2 separate regions of the Bombyx mori genome follow, and region 2 is linked to region 1. Evidence: chromatin contacts called from public Hi-C data. All regions are on one chromosome and are shown on one strand. The core of a region is the stretch at or near the end of the contact, and the rest is flanking DNA. Distances in the headings are between cores, read along the strand shown.

Region 1 (3,212 bases), core at 268-2,767:
AATTGTTGTTTTTTGTATTGTAGGTTATCAATTATGTGTAATTTTCAGATGCCTGATGAAGGTCTAATAAAAGACCGAAACGTTGCTAAAATAATAATGTAATTTGTTATAATAGTCCTATCTTGTCCACATTCCTGAGATACACAAAAAATATTTTATAATAATTATGGACGACAATATTGATAATAGTATTTTTCATTATATTATTATGTAGCTTATGTGAAACGTTGGTATTTATAACAGCGCCATCTATAAGGTATTAATGCCAGACAGTATTACAATTGTCTGTAAAAACTGATTTATGGCGCCATCCGTTTTAGACTTATGAAGCTTACAATTAATAACAATAATCAACTTATGAAATCATTTTATTGTTAATTAATAAATATTGCGACCATTAAACGAAATAAAACCATCATGCGGCCTAAGTTGGAACAAGACACATAAGTATTTAAAAAAAGAAGTTAAAATCGGTTTAGTAATTTAGGTGTCCATCGCGGACAAACAACGTGACACGTAATTTATATTAAGAAGATGAAAATGAAATTTTGAAAATAGTGACATCTATCATTGAATGTAGAAACGATAACAAACGCTCTGCTAGAACATTTACATTTCCATAATCAACAATCCCGTTACTTAGTTATTTTGCAACCGTTATTGATTTAATAACACCAGAAATAAAATATTTAATTTTGAAAAAAAATTCGAATTGTGAAGCCAGTAGCTAAATAAACCGGGAACCTTGTTTAAGCTGCTGAGCATGGTGTAGATATATTTTTACAGGTACACAGGTAAAAGTTGTAAATAACAGTTAACTCGCGGAACATTGCCACACCACAGGAAACTTACAAAAAAAATCATGACATGATGACATTTTCATAGTAGTGTTTTTTTGATTTCCCGTAAAATAGATTAAATTCTAGATGTCGCTACAGTAGCATGATTCCTGAATTTTTAAAAAGCTGCACCAAATGTCGTGTCTAAATATAATATATACTATCTCTCCATCTTTATCTTGATATCTTTTTTTATTCGTTCAAACCAGCGCACACTTTGCATTTCGACTTAATACCTATATCCACTACAACTATTATTTTAATAGATACCTACAGCTCAAGCACTAGGAACAGGTATATTAACCTTGATAGCCGTGCCCGTGAAACCTAATCCAAACTCAGCCCATTGAATTTCACACCGGTTCTTCTCAACAGGCCGCGATTTAATACAAAAGTAGATGCATTCACGAAGCTGCTGCCTTTGATCTCTACTTCAGAGGCGCTCTGGCAGCCGTTAGAACATCTCATCCCTTCCGGCTGAGCTCGTGCTCGTTCTCCTGTCCAAGTGAAATTGGCCCGGAGACCAGTAATCCGTCTCTCCAAAAAAGGGCCGATTGCCATACGGAAAATTTTTGGAGGTAATTTATCTATGGAATTTTCTAACTATAGTCTGTGGACGGATGAGTTCCGGTAGAATCGTGGTTTCAAGATCCGACTGTCATTTTTATTTCAAAAGCGAGTCATTCTCCGGTGCTTTCGGTTTTCGTCTATTATTCAAAAGTCTTTAGGTAAGTACTAGCCCAGTATTTTATCAGATCCATATTAATATAAAATATACCCAAATTTTTCTATTTGCTATTGTTAATCGGAAACAATGTCAAAGGACGTAACGTCACTGTTTAAATGTTTGGTTCGTTCTAGAACCAGACCGGCGTTTTTTATTTCTTTGGCGTTCTTCACTAATTACGATCGTGGTATCGTCTAGCTTCATCTACCAGATTTGAAGGCCCTGGCATAATATAAATCAACATAATACCCGAATTTAAATTGTTAAATATACGATAAATTTAATTTCGGATATCCTCAGCGATGATAATTATTAAAACAGAATATTTTCAGTCTGCAATTAATATTCTTTAATTTTCGGGTTGCTAAACAGAAGCTGACTCATGCGTATATAGATAAATGTGTTATTAAGTGATCTAATAAATTTTTTCAAATAAAAATCATTTACATGTGTAGCCACAGCTAGTTTTAAAACTTCAGTTCCTCTTTAAAAGGTATATAATGCAGACAACAAGGGTACCTAGAAAAAGGTATCTCAGTGAATCTTCAGATGTTAGTGGAAATTTACCTAAAAAACTTTTATTAGAGAGGTAGGTTTGTTTTAAGAGTTTGGCAATTTAACTTTGAAATCTGGTCCAGACTTTGCATTTAAGTGATGGGGATGTCTCAACATGCAACATTTCAAACAATTAGTGGAGTAATATAAAACACTCATTAATAAATGACGGCTCATTTTTAGTGGTATTAAAACTGGCAGTATGTGGAACAATATTTTCAAGACTTTCTAAAGTACTTTTAAGACTTAATCTCTCATTTATTATTTTCACTTTAAGTTTTCAGATAAGGAGGTTTATTTGTTGAAATATACACAATGTTTTTAACTAATACTACTATGATAACTGTATATTTAAATATCGGAAACTGTAATATGAAAATAATAAAAGTCTGATTTCTAATTCCTAAGTGACATACAAGACTTCGGTTCCCTCTGTATTTTGTACCGTATGTTCCATGGAGAGTGCTCTGAGGAATTGTTCGAGATGATACCGGCATCTCGTTTTTACCATCGTGCCGCCCGCCACCGGAGTAGAGTTCATCCATACTACCTGGAACCACTGTGGTCATCCACAGTGCGTTTCCAGAGGTCTTTTTTGCCACCTACCATCCGGCTATGGAATGAGCTCCCCTCCACGGTGTTTCCCGAGCGCTATGACATGTCCTTCTTCAAACGAGGCTTGTGGAGAGTATTAAGCGGTAGGCAGCGGCTTGGCTCTGCCCCTGGCATTGCTGAAGTCCACGGGCGACGGTAACCACTCACCATCAGGTGGGCCGTATGCTCGTCTGCCTACAAGGGCAATCTTAACGTACTAGTTATTTGCAATTTTTTTTATTGCTTAGATGGGTGTGCGAGCTCACAGATCACCTGGTATTAAGTGGTTACTTGAGCCCATAGACATCTACGACGTAAATGCGCCACCCATCTTGAGATATAAGTTCTAAGGTCTCAAGTATAGTTACAACGGCTGCCCCGCCCTTCAAACCGAAACGCATTCCTGCTTCACAACAGAAATAGGCAGGGCGGTGATACCTACCGGTGGTACGGACTCACAAGAGGACCTACCACCATTAAAATTTTATGTAATGATT
Region 2 (3,212 bases), core at 349-2,848, 48 kb after region 1:
GGTTCGAAGTTGTCGTGGCCTAAAGGATAAGTCGCCCGGTGCATGCGATGTGCCTTGACTGAGCCGATTCAGATGTTTAGTTCAAATACCATATTTTTTTTTTGTATTACATACTTTTTTATGAAAGAAGGATTAGCTGGTCAGTTTCACTAGAAGCGCTTCACTTTCCACCCACCAAGGGCGATCACGGACCTACTCAGGTGGGGTGAGATTAACCTCATCATTTATTTGTATTTTGTATTGTATTTGATTTGTATTGTAAGCGGTAGCAACCTTTGCCGATGATGCAGCCTTCCTCAGTTGTAGCTGTGATCCTAATGAAGCGACCAGACTGTTGCAAACCCAGCTCGATGTCACTAACACTTGGCTGACCAAGTGGCGCATAAAAGCAAGCGCCCCCAATTCTCACATCACATTTACCCTAAGATGTGATACTTGTCCTCCAGTCAAACTCAGCCACGATACATTGCCGCAATCAACCTGTGTTAAGTACTTTGAATTTCACTTGGACCGAAGGATGACATGGAAAGACCACATCAAAACGAAGCGTAACGAAATTAACATTAGATTTGAAAACCTACTCTGGCTTCTGGGTAGACAGGCTGCCTTATCCCTATCCAACAAGTTAAGAGTGTATTGCTCAATAATAAAACTGATCTGGACGTATGGAAACCAACTGTGGTCGACAGCCAGCAAATCAAAATCATGTGCCTCCAGAGAGCTCAAAACAGTGTCCTGAGGGTATATTATTTATTTATTGCATTGAGTAGGCTAAACATGAAATGAAACGAACGAAATGAAAATGAGGTTGTTAAGAGAGTGTTAACTATGAATGTGGAAGGATATAGAGGAAGAGGTAGACCTAAGAAGAAATGGATGGATTGTGTGAAAGACGATATGGGTAGGAGGGGAGTGAGCGAAGAAATGGTATATGATAGAAGAGTATGGAAGGAGAAAACATGTTGCGCCGACCCCAGGTGATTGGGAGAAGGGCAGGATAATGATGATGATGAGTAGGCTAAACATGAAAACGAAGTCTCTTCTGGCTTAGAGCTCTATCTAAGTCGCCGTTCTGATTAAATCGGCTGCAACTTGCGTTTTAGTTTGAAGCGTAGAATTTCTGAATTTTTTATGTTCAACAATTAATGTTCAAGTTTTAGCGTGCTTTTGCTGTGTCACTATCACTAGGCTGTTGGTAAAACTGTATATTGGACTTATTAATAAAGTAGTGATTCCTAATAACAGCCAGAATGCATTATTATTATTAAAAACTAGAATTTCCATACAATATTATACAAATTTAAAGTATCATATTTCTGTGGAAAATCAGATAACCGTATTTTAAAGTAATGGAGGCTTCTATCTTTCTCAACAGAAGTAAGTATAAGTCTATGTGTTGGCATCCCAAAGTCCAATTCTAAAAACATTTGCCTAGTACCAGGCCAGCATAAAACACAAGAGGTAAAATGCAAATGAAACGCGCGTAGAGGCGCGGGGAGGAGCGCGGCGGGGCGGGGCGGGGTAGGAAAGTAAAAGTCATGGCGTCTAACTGTACCCGCATTCACTCTCGCCCTGCAAAGTCTGACACAGTTATTGGCGAAACGCTGTCCGCTCGTATGTGGCACGCCGGTTGTAACGCGCATCACGAAACAAGTGCAGCTCGACGGAATACGGCTTTTGATTATCAACGAACCTTGATCTTACGTATTCAGGACCGTCAAATGAGGTTTATGGTTATCGGCAGGTTTAGCTGCCTGTTTTTGACTGAGTGAGAAATACACAAACAAGACGAGTATGAACTCGGCACGAATTAGGCCCAGAATAACAAAAATCTTTAACATTTTTTATATTTATTGCTTAGATGGGTGGACGAGCTCACAGCCCACCTGGTGTTAAGTGTTTACTGGAGCCCATAGACATCTACCACGTAAATGCGCGACTCAGAAGAGGTCCTACCACATTTGTTAATTGTTAAGATTTATTAGGGCTGGCGTGTTGAAGTGCCTTGTTGCCTTCGAAGGCAGATCAGCATTGGATTCGCAGGATGGAGAGTGGCCTCTGTCGCTCTTGAACATCAGCATTACCAGAAGCATAGCTAACGAGGTCAGCATATAAATTTAAAGTATTATAGTTTATAGCAAACTCCTAGACTTTTACTTTTAAACTTTATTACCTTTTAACCTTTTCTTTTTTGTTGTTATTATTTATTTATATATTTTTAAAGACACAAAGAATATAGTGGCACATATCTTGGGACGTGAGGTCGAAGTGCGTGCAAGTTTCAATTCATTACATTGCGGCTATTCCACCCTTCCATCTGGAACACATTAACGCAGCAGAAATAGGCAGGATGGCGGTACCCATGCGAGCTCACAACACGAGTCACCCAATACTATCACTTTTTTCTCCTAGCTATGCTGATAGCCTTGAGAGGCTATATCACCGTTACCCTAGCGTGTAGGTGAGCTCTCGGGGCTCAAGTCGAAGGTGTTGCTAACAATGGCCCTAGATAGAGCAGTGCTTCGAAGAATCTACCACCGGATCGGAAACGCGACCCACTGAGAAGATCCAGCGAGAAACTCAGTGGGTTGTGTCTATGGGTGCTATCACTGTACTCTAGTTTAATACTCAGAGAACACTGCTGCCCTTTTCGCCGGGAATCCCTTAGCCACTGTGTACCACAATCTCTGAAAGACAGGGGTGGTGCAATTTTTTATAGATACCACACACCTACAGAGATTTACTTGCTATATAGCTTAGTGCATAAAACTTTTTTGATAAACTTTAAGCCACGTTATTTTTCTCCACTTAGGTACATTTGATATTTTCTCTGGGCTTTATTACTCATTTAAAACAAAAGAGAAATAAGCAAAAAAGTCATGTTTAAATAAAATTATCTCAATAATTGTTGGACGCGTTAAAAAGTGTATACCTACATATATTGAAACTTAAAACAAAAGTATTTTTGACGATAGACACAGCAGGTAAATTAAAAGTAAGATTGGAGAAATTAGACGTAAATAATTAATACGTCTTTTTTGTGGTATTGGTGATGGCAGCTTACACTTTAAAGTAGAAACGTTGGCTTGGAACCGCAGAATGATCACACCACATGAATAATGATGAAGAAAACCGAAATATGAACATGGAATTATATACATTCTAAATACAATATGCTTTAACATTAAATAAAAAACGAGATATTTTTAAAA

What was found. A called contact is a pair of places that touch in the nucleus more often than the background predicts.
Region 2: a contact with region 1 is called in a Hi-C map of middle silk gland, with 2.6 times the contacts expected there. The contact joins the enhancer-like site here to the promoter of Jafrac1 in region 1. A contact is called at or near these places in 2 of 7 Hi-C or Micro-C datasets (middle silk gland and whole pupa).

The regions. Positions count from the first base shown.
Region 1 is chr15:17,965,240-17,968,451 of ASM3026992v2, forward strand. Jafrac1 (thiol peroxiredoxin) reads left to right here and starts at 1,518. Exons shown (of 5, transcript NM_001043618.1): 1 at 1,518-1,567.
Region 2 is chr15:18,012,698-18,015,909 of ASM3026992v2, forward strand. No RefSeq gene overlaps it. Among protein-coding and RNA genes, the nearest start is that of Nanoso, 21 kb to the left of the region's middle. Within about 2 kb of position 1,599, at least 4 of the 8 cell types and tissues checked have open chromatin away from gene starts, as enhancers often do.